3 separate regions of the Mus musculus genome follow, and regions 1 and 2 are each linked to region 3. A link is a contact called in public promoter capture Hi-C data. All regions are on one chromosome and are shown on one strand. The core of a region is the stretch at or near the end of the contact, and the rest is flanking DNA. Distances in the headings are between cores, read along the strand shown. Region 1 holds the start of 1810012K16Rik (RIKEN cDNA 1810012K16 gene). Region 2 has its middle 22 kb from the start of Gm39140. Region 3 holds the start of Plat (plasminogen activator, tissue).

Region 1 (4,726 bases), core at 1,360-3,859, 360 kb after region 3:
TAATTATTTTGCCATTATATTTTATCCTTTAAAAATATACATTTAAGACTCATAAAATACACATGGGATTTGACTTTCCTTCCCTCATTTCCACAAATGCCATAAAAATTCCCAAAGGAAAAAAACACATAAAAGAAATTGTCCCCTTTCAAACATTGTCCTAACAACTATTTCACCGATGCAACATTCTCCTTTTCTTTCACATAGTTTTACAGAAATCCAAATCTATGTTTGTTTTTCTCAGTGTCAAAGATTGGTTGTACTGACTCCAAACAAGACCCAAGGGAGTTTGCAACAGAAGTTCTATCAGTAGTCAAGAATACTTAGTGGGTATGAGGATGTGTAATTAGAGCATTAATTTCTTTCTCCTCGATCACCAAGTGCACATTTGAATCCAAGATGTTCTGTGTTTGTGATTTGCTTGCAACTCCAGTTTCACACTGCGTTATCTGCCCCCCACCCCCTGCCCCATGATGTCATTAACCTGCACATTGTGAAATTCTGGTACACCGACAAAGGTTTGATTCCTGTAGTCAGTCAGTCTGTCCTCTCACCTGCGTCAAACCTGCTGCCTTACTGGCCAGCCACACTGATATCTTGCATAATCCCAAGGGTAGTCACCATTACCTTGAGCAGAGAGTCCTGTGTGTGACTGTTTGTTCATTTGGAAGTCAGCCCTGAGACACACTTTGTTGTCCAATGAGAGCAGTGTTCTTTGCCTGTGACATGCTGTTTTCAAGAGGACAGAGAGGTAGGTCAGCAGTTAAGAGCACTCACTTGTCTTAGAGTTTCTATTCCTGCACAAACATCATGACCAAGAAGCAAGTTGGGGAGGAAAGGGTTTATTTAGCTTACATTTCCACATTGCTGTTCATCACCAAAGGAAGTCAGGACTGGAACTCAAGCAGGTCAGGAAGCAGGAGCTGATGCAGAGGCCATGGAGGGATGTTACTTACTGGCTTGCTTCCCCTGGCTTGCTCAGCCTGCTTTCTTATAGAACCCAGGACTACCAGCCCAGGGACACCCACAAGGGGCCCTCTCACCTTGATCACTAATTGAGAAAATGCCTTGCAGCTGGATCTCATGGAGGCACTTCCCCAACTAAACTCCTTTCTCTGTGGTAACACCAGCCTGGATCAAGTTGACACACAAAACCAGCCAGTACAATTGACACTCCCCCCTCAACTTGACACACAAACACATCACTATAAAGGAAGCACACAAGGAAGACGGCTCACCACTGGTACCTCTTGTTGTTCAAGGGACAACTTTGCCTTGCAGCCTCCACAGGTGCCAGCATGCATGTTTTCATACATACACATCAATTTCAGAATTAAAGGAATCTTTAAAAACGTGAAAAGGCTCATAGGGAGGCTGAAGCGGAGTGGGAAGCTGGTGGTGTAGGGGTCACATGACCCTGAGACTCTTCCAATTGAATAGGGCTAGAGTTAAAGATAGTTTTATCACTCCTGTGAACCACAGTTTTCTTAAGTATTCCCTGCTCCTTTTGATTTTATGATTCTTTTTTAAAGATTTATTTTATTTATGTGTAGTGTGTGTGTGTGTGTGTGTGTGTGTGTGTGTGTACCCCTGAAGGAACCTGCAGATGCTTACAGAAGCCAGACGGGGGAGCTGGATACACACCAGCGCTGGACTTGGGCGCTACCAGATGTGGGCTAAGAACTGAATTTTAGTTTCGTTCTGTTGCAGCAATGAAACACTGTTGCCTAAACTGCAGCTTGGAAAAGGTTTATTTGGCATTCTCTTCCAGATTGACGGAAGGCAGGAAGTCAAGGCAGAAGCCATGTAGGAATACAGATTACCGACTCACTTTCTTGGTTGATCTCTGGACGATGCTTTTTTCCCCCCTCCAATCCAGGACTTCCTGCCAGAGGAATGACACCACCCATAGTGGGCTGGGCTCTCCAGCATCAATTACTGATCAAGACATTGCTGCTACGGACCTTTCCATCCTCAGACTGACTGGATTTAGGCAATCCCTCTACTGATTCTAGGCTGAGTCAAGTTGATAAGTATCAAAGGTTCTTTACCTCTGCGCCCTCACTCCAGCGTCACTTTGAGCTTCTAATTAAAGCCTCAGGAATATATCGCTGGGAACTATAAAACCTGCAGCGGCAGCTTATATTGTTGTCTTTTCCATAATGTTCCTGGGAATGGATTTCCTTAGGGGAGAAAGAATGAAACCTAAAGCGACACAAAATAGACAATCAGACAAGCAACTAAAACCTAGGGATGTAGCTCTGTTGGCAGAGCGCTTGCCTAGCATGCAGGAAGCCCCACGTTTCATCCCAGCCACCTCACAAATCCAAGCCTGGTGGAACAAACCTGAAATTCCTTCTCTTGGAAGGGGGAGGTAGGAAGATCAGGAAGTTCCTGACCACCCTCAGCCATATAGCAAGTTAAGCCTGGGCTATGCGAGACCCTGTCTGTAGACAAATAAACAGATGATTTAAAAAGCTGCCCATAAGGGAACTTATAGTTCACCACTACCATTCTAGTACTTTCCATTTACTGTTAAAGCCACAGCCTCCTGGGGCTGGATAACGCTGGGAGACCTCAAGGTGAGTCCTCCCGGAGGCTGCCAGCTCGGCAGTCAGCGAGGAGAGCAGATTTCCGTTTCCTTGGCCAGCCTTCGGGAGGGAGGGGCGGAGGGGGCCTCGCGTGGGGGAGGGCCGGTAGGGCGGGACTTCGAGAGGGCGGGCCCTCAGGAGGGCGTGGCCTCCGGAGGGAGGGCTGGTGGAGGGGGTCTCAGGAGGGAGGGCCCGAGGGCCGGACCCACAGGGCGACCTTAAAAATTGCCCGGGGGCCCGCGGCCGCCAGCGGAGCGCGCGGGCGGCAGAGGGCGAGCCGGACACAGCCAGGCGCGGCGGTGAGGCTGCGGGAGCGGGCGGGAGCGAGCGAGTGGGCGACCGGCCCGGCTGGGGAACGCGGCTGACAGTCCCCGCCCTGCCGCACACGTGCCGCGGCTCCGGGCGCGCGCACCGGGCTCGCTGCGGGGTCCCGGGAGACGCGGAGGTTCGGGCGGGCGGGCGCGGTGGCCAGTGTGCGCGCGCTGCGCGGAGCAGAGCAGAATCCGGGTCAGGCCGGGTGAAGCGCTCCGCAGCTGCGGCAGTAGTTGGCACCCCGGTTGTCCCGGGCTGGGCCCGAGGGGTTCGATTGATGGTGGTGGCAGGCAGGCGGCCTTCTGCAGCCCAGCTGCAGCTCCAGCTGCAGCTCCAGACGGGTCCCTCCTTAGCGAAAGGCAGCCTCACCTGCGCTGAGCACCCGGGAAGTTCTTTCTGGCACCCTAGGAACCAGTGGTTGTGTCGGCGGCGTTGTTTCTGGGACTGCTGGGTAGTTTGAAGGAAGAGGGTGAGACGCTCAAAGGATTCGGGGTTTCTACTCCAAATGGTACAGCAGGCTCCTAAATTAGTTTAAATCCGCGCAGACCGGTCTGGTTTTTGCAGGTCCTGCATATCCCCCAAGCCACAGGTGATACTCAGGTCCTTGTGCATTCTTTCTGGGTTCATCTGTTAGTAGCGTTTCTGTCTTCTATAATTTGACAGATACCCCTGAGAAGGGGGCTAAGTGTTAAGAGTACTTTCCTGGTATGCAGGAAGTTAGGTTTAATTCCCAGCACGGGAAAGCACTTAAAAAAATATATCTTTTTAAAATTGTAATTAACATCATTTCCTCCCTTCCCTTTTCTACGCCTAACCCCTTCGGTGTAACCATATCCCCTACCCCCTTTCAAATTCATGGCCTCTTTTTCTCAGGACATATAATGCTACTTGTCTCTATATGGTGGATAACCAACTGGGGACTGTACTCTGGGGAAGACTATGCCCCCATTCCCAGCTTTCCTTACTCGTTTGTAGTTCTTTGTCAAGGGTTGAGACCCCCTCCCCCGAGATTTCCTTATCCATGTTAGTGTGTCTATTGCTTTCATCCTCATGTAGGTCTTGTCCCCAAGTTGATGCGACTTCATGGCCTTTCTAACATTTCTAGGAGACTCAAGTTCACAGCAAACTTACTGTCCCTTTGGCTCTTGGAGGGGGGGGGGGGATTAAAGGTTAATTCTGCACATATTATTTCTCTAGGACTTGAAATGTTTTCATTTGGTGTATGTGAAAGGGTTGGATTTATAGTGACTGCCTAATTAGATACACTTTTCTATGCCTCCAAAGTTAGTAAAGAATAGTTCCTGAGGAAACAAATGAACACATTGAAGCTCCTCTGAGACCACTGTGGATACTCCCCACCACCTGGTTGGTCTTTTACTTTCCCTGCAAAAATGTAGGCACAGGTGTTTCTGTAATCACCAGGTTGCTAGTTTTAAAAGAAAGAAAGGTTCTTGGAATAAGGTCATTGACTTTTTTTTTTTTTAAATTCTGCCCTTATTTTCTGGACTTTTTGGATGGCTTTGGTATTTGAAAGAGTCCTGGCCTAATGCACCAGCCCCTTCATTGTGATGAGGAGTAAAATTGTTCTCTGTTACGTGTAAATTAATTCTGTATTTTGAGAGCATACAGAATAGTTTTGGATGATTGGTAACTTGGATCTTGTATGTTGAGTCATTCTCCTTTCTAGTTAATGTTAAATTCATTTCTCAGAAAGGTTTCTTTCTTTCTTTCTTTCTTTCTTTCTTTTTTTTTTTTTTGTCTAAAGGTAGAAGGAAACTTTGTTTCCCCAAAGCCTTTAAAAAAAACCCAAACATTTCAAGTCT
Region 2 (4,397 bases), core at 983-3,482, 320 kb after region 3:
TATAGTTAGATGTGGTGATTTAAATGAAAAGGCCTTCATAAGCTCATATATTTGAGTATTTGGTTCCCAATTAGTGAACACCTTTGGGAACCATTAGGAGGTGTGGCCTTGTTGGAGGAGGTGTGTCCTTGGGGCTGGGGGCTTTGAGGTTCAAAAAAAAAAAAAAAAAAGCCCACACCAGGTCCAGTCTCCCTCTCTTTCACAAACTCCACCATACCTAGGCCTAGGACTCCATGGGGTGGTGTTGGGACATAGAATACATGTGAATAGGCATGCCCAGGTTACCACATAGCAGCTCTGGGAAATGGAAGGCATGCAAACAGGCATGACCAAGCTTGCCTCCTGGTGTCAGTGGGACAGGGACTGAGTCCAAAGAGGTTGAACCAGGTTGCCATGGGCACTGCTGGGACACCATACATGTGAGACTAGGAGAGATCATGCTACCACATGGTGGCTCTGGGTCACAGCAGAACTGTGAACTATGTGGCCGGGCCACCACTTGGAGGTCCTGGGACACGGCAAGCATGTGGACATGTTCAGACATGTACCATTGCTCAGACATGGTGAGCATGCAAACAGGCATGCCCAGGCTGTCGTGTGGTGGTGGTCGGACTTGGCAAGTGTGCCAACAGGTGTGCTCAGGCTAGGAGGCAGTAGCACTGGAACATAGCAGGCACGGCAGCAGGTGTGAACCAATGTTCCCAGACAAATAAAGGCATGCCCAGGCTCCTAAGTGTTGGTGCTGGGACAGGTTTGCAGGCAAACAGGCAATACTCCACCAAGTGGCAAATCTGGGACATGGCAGGCATTTAGTAAATGTCTCTGACAAGTCTGCCACATGGCAGCCCTGGGATGTGATAGGCCACCATGTGGCAGCCGCCCAGACCACTAGGTAGCAATGCGGGGGACATGGTATGTGTGTGAACAGGAGAGCTCAGGATGTCACGCAATGGCGTAGAGACACAGAATGTATATACCCTACAGCTGCCTAGAGATGTGGCAGGTGAGAATAGGCATGCCTGGCCACCACTTGGCAGCACTGGCATATGGTAGGTGTGCAAATGCATGTGTCCAAGCCACTCCACAATGGTGCTGGGATATGGTGCAGATGTGTCCTGGCTGCTGGCTGGCAAGGCTAAGACATAGTAGGTGTGCTAGCAGGTATGATCTGGCTAGTGATTTGAGGCTCTGGGACACAATATATGTGCAGACAGGTGAGCATGGGCTCATGTGTTGGCACTGGAACATAGCAGGCATGTGAACGGGCATGTCCAGGCAGTGCTGGAACATGACATACATATGAACTGGCATGCCCAGGCAGTGCTGGAACATGACATACATATGAACTGGCATGCTCAGGCAGTGCTGGAACATAACATACATATGAACTGGCATGCCCAGGCAGTGCTGGAACATAACATACATATGAACTGGCATGCCCAGGCAGTGCTGAAACATGACATACATATGAACTGGCATGCCCAGGCAGTGCTGGAACATGATATACATATGAACTACCATGTCCAAGCAGCCATGTGAAAAGGTGTGCCAAGTCTGCCACATGGAGGTCCTGGAACATGGTAAGCAGGCAAAGAAGTGTGCACAAACCATAACTTGGCAGCCCCGGGACATAGTAGGTGTGTGAATCGGTAGGTATTCTCAGGCAGTCACATGCTGGTACTAGGACACAGAAATCATGCAAACTGGTGTGCCCTGGCAGCTATGTGTCATGGCTGGGACACGGCATGCATACAAGCAGGCACACCCAAGCCACTGCTTGGCAGTGCTTGAACACAGTTGCATGCACACAGGTGAAACCAGCCTGCATTGTGGTGGTGTTGGGATATGGTACATATGTGAACAGGCATGTCCAGGCTGCCATGTAGTGGCCCTGGGACACAGCAAGCATCTGATACCCCTGGGCATTTAACTGTCATGCCCAGGAGATGACATAATGGTGGTGTGACCTGGCAAGTGTGTAAGCAGGCTTGCTGAAGCCACCACATGGTGGCACTAGGGCATGGTAAGCAAATGAATAGATGTGCCCAGGCCACCATGAGGTGGTGCTTGGATAAGGCACGTCTGTTATCATAACCCCACCACCAACGCCCCTCAGTTAACCAAGCTCAGAACAGGCACCAAATGTCCTAGCCACCAAAGGTAGTGCTGGGACACGGTGGATTTGTGAACAAGCAAGCCTACTCTGCCATGTGTAGGTGGTGGAACAGCGCCACCATGTGGCAGCTCTGGGAAATAGCGTGTGTGCGAATAGACATGTCAGAATGCTGGGACACAGAGTTCCTGTAAACACGAGGCTACACTGCCTTAGCAGGGTACGGGTGCAGACAGCCATGCCCAGCCTACCACATTGCACCCCAGGGACAAAAATGGCCTTCAGACTAGTGTGTCCAGGACACCATTTAGTGGCTCTGGGATGTGGCAAGTGTGCAAACAGGTATGCTGGGGCCACCATGTTCCAGAGCTAGGGCAAGGTATGTGTGTTGAAAAGGTGTGCCCAGGTGATCAAGTGGCAGCCCAGTGGCCAAGTGGCCATCCTGGGACACAGCAGGTAGTGTGAGCCTGAAATGGAAAGGCTTCTAATTAAGACAGTTAGTTTTGCCTTTAGCAAGCAGGTTTGCTGTCTAGACAGATATTGGTGGCAGTCCCTGCTCGCAGAAGAGCAGGTGTTACACTCTGCAGAAAAGAGGCAGGGCGAGCAGGTTCACAGAGAGAAGCCGTCAGTAGAGCAGCGTTGGCTCTGATGTCCCAGGCCAGGGACACTTCCTTATCTTTTCTTTTCTTTTCTATTTTCTCCCCCCCCCCCTTTCGCTCTGCCCCGCTTGCCCATAGGTCTTTTATTTGTTTCTCATTAAGGATGGTTGTGAGCCATCATGTGGTTGCTGGGATTTGAACTCATGACCTCCAGAAGAGCAGTTAGTGCTCTTAACTGCTGAACCATCTCACCAGCCCTTCTCGCCTTTTCTTATTCCCGTGTAACCAAATATTTCTCTAGTAAGCTTGCTAATCACAATTAATATGAAAACTTATTGTTTTCCTTTTCTTATTCAACTGTGCCCTGCCTGGTTCTCCCCTTCTGGGGTAAAAAAAAAAAGAATAGCTTATTATTATTTTTTAAATTGGAAATATAGTTTTTCATGCTCTATATTCTGATGGTTTCCCACACCCAAACTCCTCCCAGATTCTCCGTTTCCTCACTGACCAACATCCACAGCCTTTCTTTCGCTCTCTCTTTCCTTCCTTCCTTCCTTCTTTCTTTCTTTCTTTCTTTCTTTCTTTCTTTCTTTCAGCGGAAAACAAATATCTATCTAACTAAATATATATAAATAAAATAAAGCAAAAAAACAGGACCTTTCCTTTGTATTGGTGACTGATCAGGGTGAACAGATGTTTGGTCGCCCCAGGAGGAGTGAGTACAACAGCCTTGGACACCCACTCTATCCTTCAGTTTTTCCATCTGAATCTTCAGTAGTTTAACAGAATAGAGGACTATGATTATGACAGATCTCTGAGAAAGGTAAACTGACCAACAGGGAGAGAAACCCTATATAGAAGACAAGGGAGATGCCAAACTTTCAGCTTTTTCCTCACCCTACTGTCCTCCATCAGCCCACGCTGCTCAGACATGGTCAAGGCTGGTCCTGGATGTGTTTACCTGAGGCTGTGAGTGTTAGCTCAAAACTGATGGAGGAGCCACGGGGAAGAAAGGAAAGCAGAAACCAGCGTCTCCAAAGACAGAATTGTCCTTTAGTCAGAACAACTGAGGGACATCTGTCTCCCGTGGATATGGAGTCTGCACATGTGGCACAGCAGGCTTGGGGCTTTATAAGGTGGAAAGGGGGAACTTTCCATCTGCAGGTCAGTCGCCCGTCACCTTATCAAAAACTTCCGGGATCCTCCTGCCAGCCCACAGGTGTTTTCGGTCAAGTACTTTCCTGTTTGGAGTATCTCAGCCTGCTTGAGGCCTTCGAGAACTAACTCTTCATTCCAGACAACGAGGACAGGTAAGAAGAAGGGGTGACGTTTTCTTTCATTGGGGGCTTCCTGCTGGAGAGGACTATGGGGCTAGACTCTGTGCCAGGCTCTGAGGGCGCACGGGTCAGGTTGGCCTTATGTAAGAGGGAATGTTTTAACTGGACGGTCTGCAGTGGATTGTGTGATTGTGATCATGAGCTCCTGAGATGCTTTTTGAAGGCAATTAGTTAGACACGGGGCTTTTACTGAGTTAGATGAGACTGCAGATTGGGCCCACCTGGGCCCTCGCTAGGACAGCCATTGCTCTAATGTGGACCCAGTGATGGAGACGACTTGATCCAGGAAGAACTCTGGGAAACATTTAAGAGAAGGCAAAAGTTTAAGAAGATGATAAAGAGTAATCA
Region 3 (4,881 bases), core at 2,208-4,707:
TTCAGACCTCACTTTACAGACATGAAAATGAGACAGAACTTCAAAAGGACTCCTTGAGGTGGTAGTTTGAGGACTGCCACCTGCCTCCCAAGCTGTCTGAGCTCTTCCCACTAACGGTCTGCATGATCCTTGTTTGTGACATTTTTTAGTTTTAATTTCTGGTGCTCTGGATTGGACTCAGAGCCTTGCATTTGCTAAGCGCATGCTCAGCCACTGAGCTGCAACTCAACCCTACTGATAACACTCTTAAACGGCTTTAAAGAGAGCAGACACTTCTCAATGCTAGGAACAGGACCCTTGAACTTAGACCCCCAACAGCCACTTACAGGTGTGGGTGGGCAATGTTGCCCCTCTGAGCCTCAGTTTCCTGGGCTTCCCAATGGGCTAATCTCTTCTATCTTGTATAGTTTTTGAAAGTTAAAGGAGCTATAGATACAGAACCTGGAAGCCTGATGCACGGCCGGTGTGCACCGGGCTTCAAGTGAATGTCCTCATCAACAGGACTCAAGTTGTTCGAAGCTACTGATAAAGAAGAGGTACCAAGCTCTTTGGGATGTGTGTGGGGGTGGGGCACGGTCCTCCTGGTCTTCAAGGGTTAATAACGGTTCCTTTTTCCTTGCACATATGACATGATAGAAAGCCCAGGTTCTGCACCAGGGTCAGAGAGCAGTACACACAGGAGCCATTACTTCCTGAATGCAGAGTGATATCTTATATCCCCATCTTCAATCTGTTTTTCTGGTTTGCCTTTTTCAGGACAGTTTTTCCACCCCACAGCAGGGCCTCTGAAACTCTCTGGGCATCTGGAATCAGCACTTGCCACATTTAGCTGCTTCAGTGGAATCATTAAGGTATAAGCTAACAGGATATTTGCTTCCACAGAATAGACTTGCAGTAGAAAAGTCTACAACGTATGGGACCAGTCTATGCCTGCAGTGATCATTTCAGAGGCACAGGGTGGACTCGGGTCTGTTAGGTCAATCCCCAAAGAAAACTCTAGAGGCTTCTCTCTGATGTGTCAGGAGCACTGAACATGAAGAACAGCTGGCCTGTGTTTTCTGAGCTGCTGACACAGCTCTCCTGGACTGTGCCTTTAAACATTCCAGAGAAATTTGTGATACATGACCAGCAATCTGCTTCATTTGTTTTTCCAGTAACCAAGAATTGAGTTCATCTTACCTTGCACTCCTATCTATAAAAGTTAGTCTCCCAGGCATCATGAAAGTAGACAGTTGGGCCAGTATTAAAGATGATGGTACTTGACCAAGGCTTTGTGAATCTCTACCTGTAACTTAACTTTCCTTTCCTTTCCTTTCCTTTCCTTTCCTTTCCTTTCCTTTCCTTTCCTCCTGAAACAGGATCTCACTTATCCCAGGCTAGCCTTGAGCTTCTGATCTTCTTGCCCACATCTCCTGAGCACTAGGGATTACAAGTGTTCACTGTAACACCAAGTTTACCTGGTGCTGGGAATCAGGCCTAAAGACTCTCTGCATTCCACGTGAACACTCTGCCAACTAAGCTGCAGCCCCAACTCCAGCTCCGTCCTCTAGAAATCTGGGTCGTCAGCACCCGACTGGGTTTGAAGTGAGACCTATCCCATGGCCAGCTCAAAGCTGGCCTTCAGTTCTTGGTTTCTGCATTTAGTTGCTTCCTGCAGCATTTTCTGACACCCAAGAGAAAAAAAAAAAAGAAACAAAAAAAGCTATTCTGAGACAATAGATGCACAGCTGCCAGAACTCAGATTGCACTGTTTCAGCTCAGACCACCAAAGGCTCCCACTCACAGAGACCTGGTGTCTCGGGATGTGTGTGAACTTTACACTGTGAATGGCGTTAAGTCTATTAACTGTGGCTGATAAGCCGTGTTTGCAGCCTCCACCATTAGATGGAGGACGAGCACATGTGTTTTCACCTTACAACCCTCACACCAGTCTTTCCAGTCCACGAGCCTGGCAGGCAACTCTGAGTCACTCTCTGGCTTTGGCCGAGCACCCTGCTCAGTGAGCAGTCTTGATGTGTGCAGCTTCAGTCCCCAAAGCCTTAGCGGAAATATAGATGTTCCTCTGCTCCTCCCGGCTGCATCAAGCATCCTGGGTCTGGGAGAGAGCAGGCCAGCTGCTGTAGAACTCACAGGAGACTTTCCAAATAATCTGGGGGTGTCCTGGAAACTCCGTCCTAATCCAGTTGGTCCGGGGTGGGGGGGTGCAGCTAGTACTGCCCCTGCCAGGATACAGGCTGGCTCTCCTAAAAACACTTTAGGTGGATTGAACAGGATGGTCAGAGGGACTGTTTACATTATAGTGTTTCCAGTATCTGGTCTGGGGCTGAATATTATTTAACCCTCACTGGCTGTGCCCACTCTACCTTCCACTGACCTGCATAGATTTGTTCTGGACAGGCCACGTCTGGATCTCAGTGAAAATCCCTAGCTGTATTTTTCTGTAAGTGTACTCCAGTTGTATTTGTGACGCGCTCGCAGGATTGTTAAATATCCACCACCACAACAGACACACGTTTTTTGTATATGCCCCTGCCCCATTATCAGCTGCGGAAGACCACGGCATCATTCTAAGCTGGCCATCAAATTAAAGCATTGCTACTGCTTTTCTTTGCACTGAAGCTTCGTCCTTAGTTATCTTGGAGCGCTGCATACTTTCCTCCCACGCCCACACCATCTCTCCCTCCCCCCACTCCATCCATCCTCCCGCTGTTTCTGTGAGGTTAAGAAAACAAAGGTCCTGAAGGAATCCAGAGAGCCTTTAGACTCTTCCAGCTGCAGCATGAAAAAGCAAACACATCTGTGCTTGATGTCCAAGGGTGAGATTGACTGGAAGAACGGAAGAGAGGATGCGATGAACTCCCGAGAGACGAGAGGTTTTGCATCCTGACTCCCACTAGTAATGAGAGGTTCCTAAAAATCTCAGCTTCTCTCTGCCAGCCTAGTTAATCATGCTGCCCAGGCAAAATGCCCCCTCCTTGATGCCCAGCCTGTTTTTTAGTGTGTTCCTTGGTCAGAAGGTAGCCATACAACTCTGGCTTCTCAGCTCAGGAAGGCAGCTGAATCTAGTTACTGCCCGTTAGTGCTGCTCCCATTGTCTGTTGAAAGAACCGGAGTCATTCTGTTTGCTTTCTCCCCTGTGCAAGCAAAACTTCTGCAAGAGACACCTCTCTCCCATTCTCTCCCTCTCACCTCAGCTTACCCAGGGTCATTGCAAAGAACCCTGGATGATGCTGGCTGGTCCTCTGTCTGTGCTTCCATTAAGCATCCCTTCACTGGCTCAGTTTGCCCCCAAAGACTTTAAAGGGACAGAAGAAGAGTCAGCTGTTAGATACCGGCAGAAATTAACTTACCGAGAGTGCTTGCTTCTTTCCCACTCTTGCAGGGGCCTCTCCTTGACGCTGAGCTCTTGAGTTCCTGCAGGCTCTGTCTCCCTGAACAGCTCCAGCCAATTTGAAGGATGAAGAAGGGGTGGGGCCAGAGGTGTGGGCGGGGTTTCTCCTCTGCTGGTGGGTGGACTGAGGAGCCAATGGAGCAGCCGGTGTCTCTAAGGAGGGGGAGGAAGTGCGCGCGGAGGAGCACAGCCAGTCTTGGCTTGCCGCCAGTTTGATTATTCACCGTACTGATGTCATCGAATCACAGGAATTTTCAGAGTTGGAGGGGACTTAAGACTCATCCTGTTTTAAAACCCCGGTCTCAAAGGCCTAAAAGGAACTGTAAGGATCTGCTGCTCTAAGCTCCTGTCTTGACCCATGAGTTTATAGTTCTAAACAGCCCCGCCCAGTTGGGGATGGGGGAGAGGTCTTCTGGAATTTGAAGCAACTACCCCTCAGGACACGTGGGCAATTAATTGGCCGGGCAGATGATGATAAGCTGGGTTGGGTGTGACTGGAGATAGAACGCACATGACTTTTGGTGCGCTCCCTACCTCTGACCTGCTCTCCTAGACTGAGGTGCTTCTCTGCGGCATCTCAGCAGAGATCTCTCAGAGAATTGAGAAAAGTGGGGAAATGGGCAGGTCTCTCAGCCTCAGCACCCTGAAATTCTATCCTAAGCCATCCTTCTTCTAAGCCCCACACCCCGGAGGCAGACAATAAAAGCTCCTGAAAACTACTATTCTGATGACCCTTTCACAACCTACCAAAGCCTCGGCAGTCTCGGGGCACCAGGTCACCCAAAATTCCAGTTTAGTCTTCATCTGCAGCTGCTTGCACATCAGAGGGGTGGGCGAGTGGCCTCTGTCAATCTCGGCTGGCGTGGAGCTGAGAGGAGGGTTTCTCAGTAATCACAGGTGCCCTGAGTTTTGCTAAATGCACACTCCCCTCCATAAACACACACACACACACACACACACACACACACACACACACACATCCTCCGAAACCCCAGCTTTTGTGTTTCTACCACCTGTGAGTCTGTTTCCCCTGTCAGACTCCGGGGGGTGGGGGTGGGGGGGGGTGGGAAGCAAGACTGAAGAGCCAGAAATACAAATGGGAAGCTGATACCATAACAATGGGAACTTTGATTTTAGTCAAAGGATTGCAGGGGGGTGGGGTGGGGGGAGTGAAAATAAATCTTAATGATATCACATCCTGGGAAACTTGCCTAGGAGCCCTTTGCTCCAAAGGGCTCCAAGTACAATAACTTGGGGGCAGATGGATAAGAAAATGAAGTGCTGAAGAAAGAGTTCCTAAGGCTAGCTTCTGCAATGGGGGTCCTCTCTGTAGTGTGTGTCACCTGTGGGGGCAGAGAGTTGGCTTAATGATCCCTTTGTTGGGGGCAATGGAAGTGGACAGCTGACGAGGTATCAGGACAAAAACCATGATGAGAAAACTAATTAAGAAGTGATGTGATTCCCAGGATAGCCCAAGGAAAGAGAAGTGG

Evidence for each region. Promoter capture Hi-C pulls out the DNA fragments that hold promoters and counts their contacts.
Region 1: a contact with region 3 is called in a promoter capture Hi-C map of second pharyngeal arch cranial neural crest. The contact joins the promoter of 1810012K16Rik here to the promoter of Plat in region 3. A contact is called at or near these places in 6 of 39 promoter capture datasets (the HPC-7 cell line, cranial neural crest, embryonic stem cells and 3 more) and 2 of 9 other capture datasets (adipose tissue and embryonic stem cells).
Region 2: a contact with region 3 is called in a promoter capture Hi-C map of hippocampal neurons, with 2.7 times the contacts expected there. The contact joins the enhancer-like site here to the promoter of Plat in region 3. A contact is called at or near these places in 6 of 39 promoter capture datasets (cranial neural crest, hematopoietic stem and progenitor cells, hippocampal neurons and 3 more), 4 of 484 Hi-C or Micro-C datasets (the HL-1 cell line, adipose-derived mesenchymal stem cells, cerebellum and 1 more), 2 of 115 datasets of contacts at active chromatin or transcription factors (embryonic stem cells and extraembryonic endoderm stem cells) and 1 of 9 other capture datasets (embryonic stem cells).

The regions. Positions count from the first base shown.
Region 1 is chr8:22,396,604-22,401,329 of GRCm38.p6, reverse strand. 1810012K16Rik (RIKEN cDNA 1810012K16 gene) reads right to left here and starts at 2,609. Exons shown (of 3, transcript NR_045473.1): 1 at 2,347-2,609; 2 at 2,052-2,183; 3 at 1,739-1,885. Slc25a15 (solute carrier family 25 (mitochondrial carrier ornithine transporter), member 15) reads left to right here and starts at 2,709. Exons shown (of 7, transcript NM_181325.4): 1 at 2,709-2,890.
Region 2 is chr8:22,431,001-22,435,397 of GRCm38.p6, reverse strand. No RefSeq gene overlaps it. Among named protein-coding and RNA genes, the nearest start is that of Gm39140, 22 kb to the left of the region's middle. Within about 2 kb of position 2,232, at least 148 of the 459 cell types and tissues checked have an H3K27ac peak or open chromatin away from gene starts, as enhancers often do. A contact at or near this core is called in the HL-1 cell line, cerebellum, embryonic stem cells and 1 more, where this site is marked.
Region 3 is chr8:22,756,298-22,761,178 of GRCm38.p6, reverse strand. It overlaps Plat (plasminogen activator, tissue), which reads right to left and starts at 3,457. Exons shown (of 14, transcript NM_008872.3): 1 at 3,351-3,457.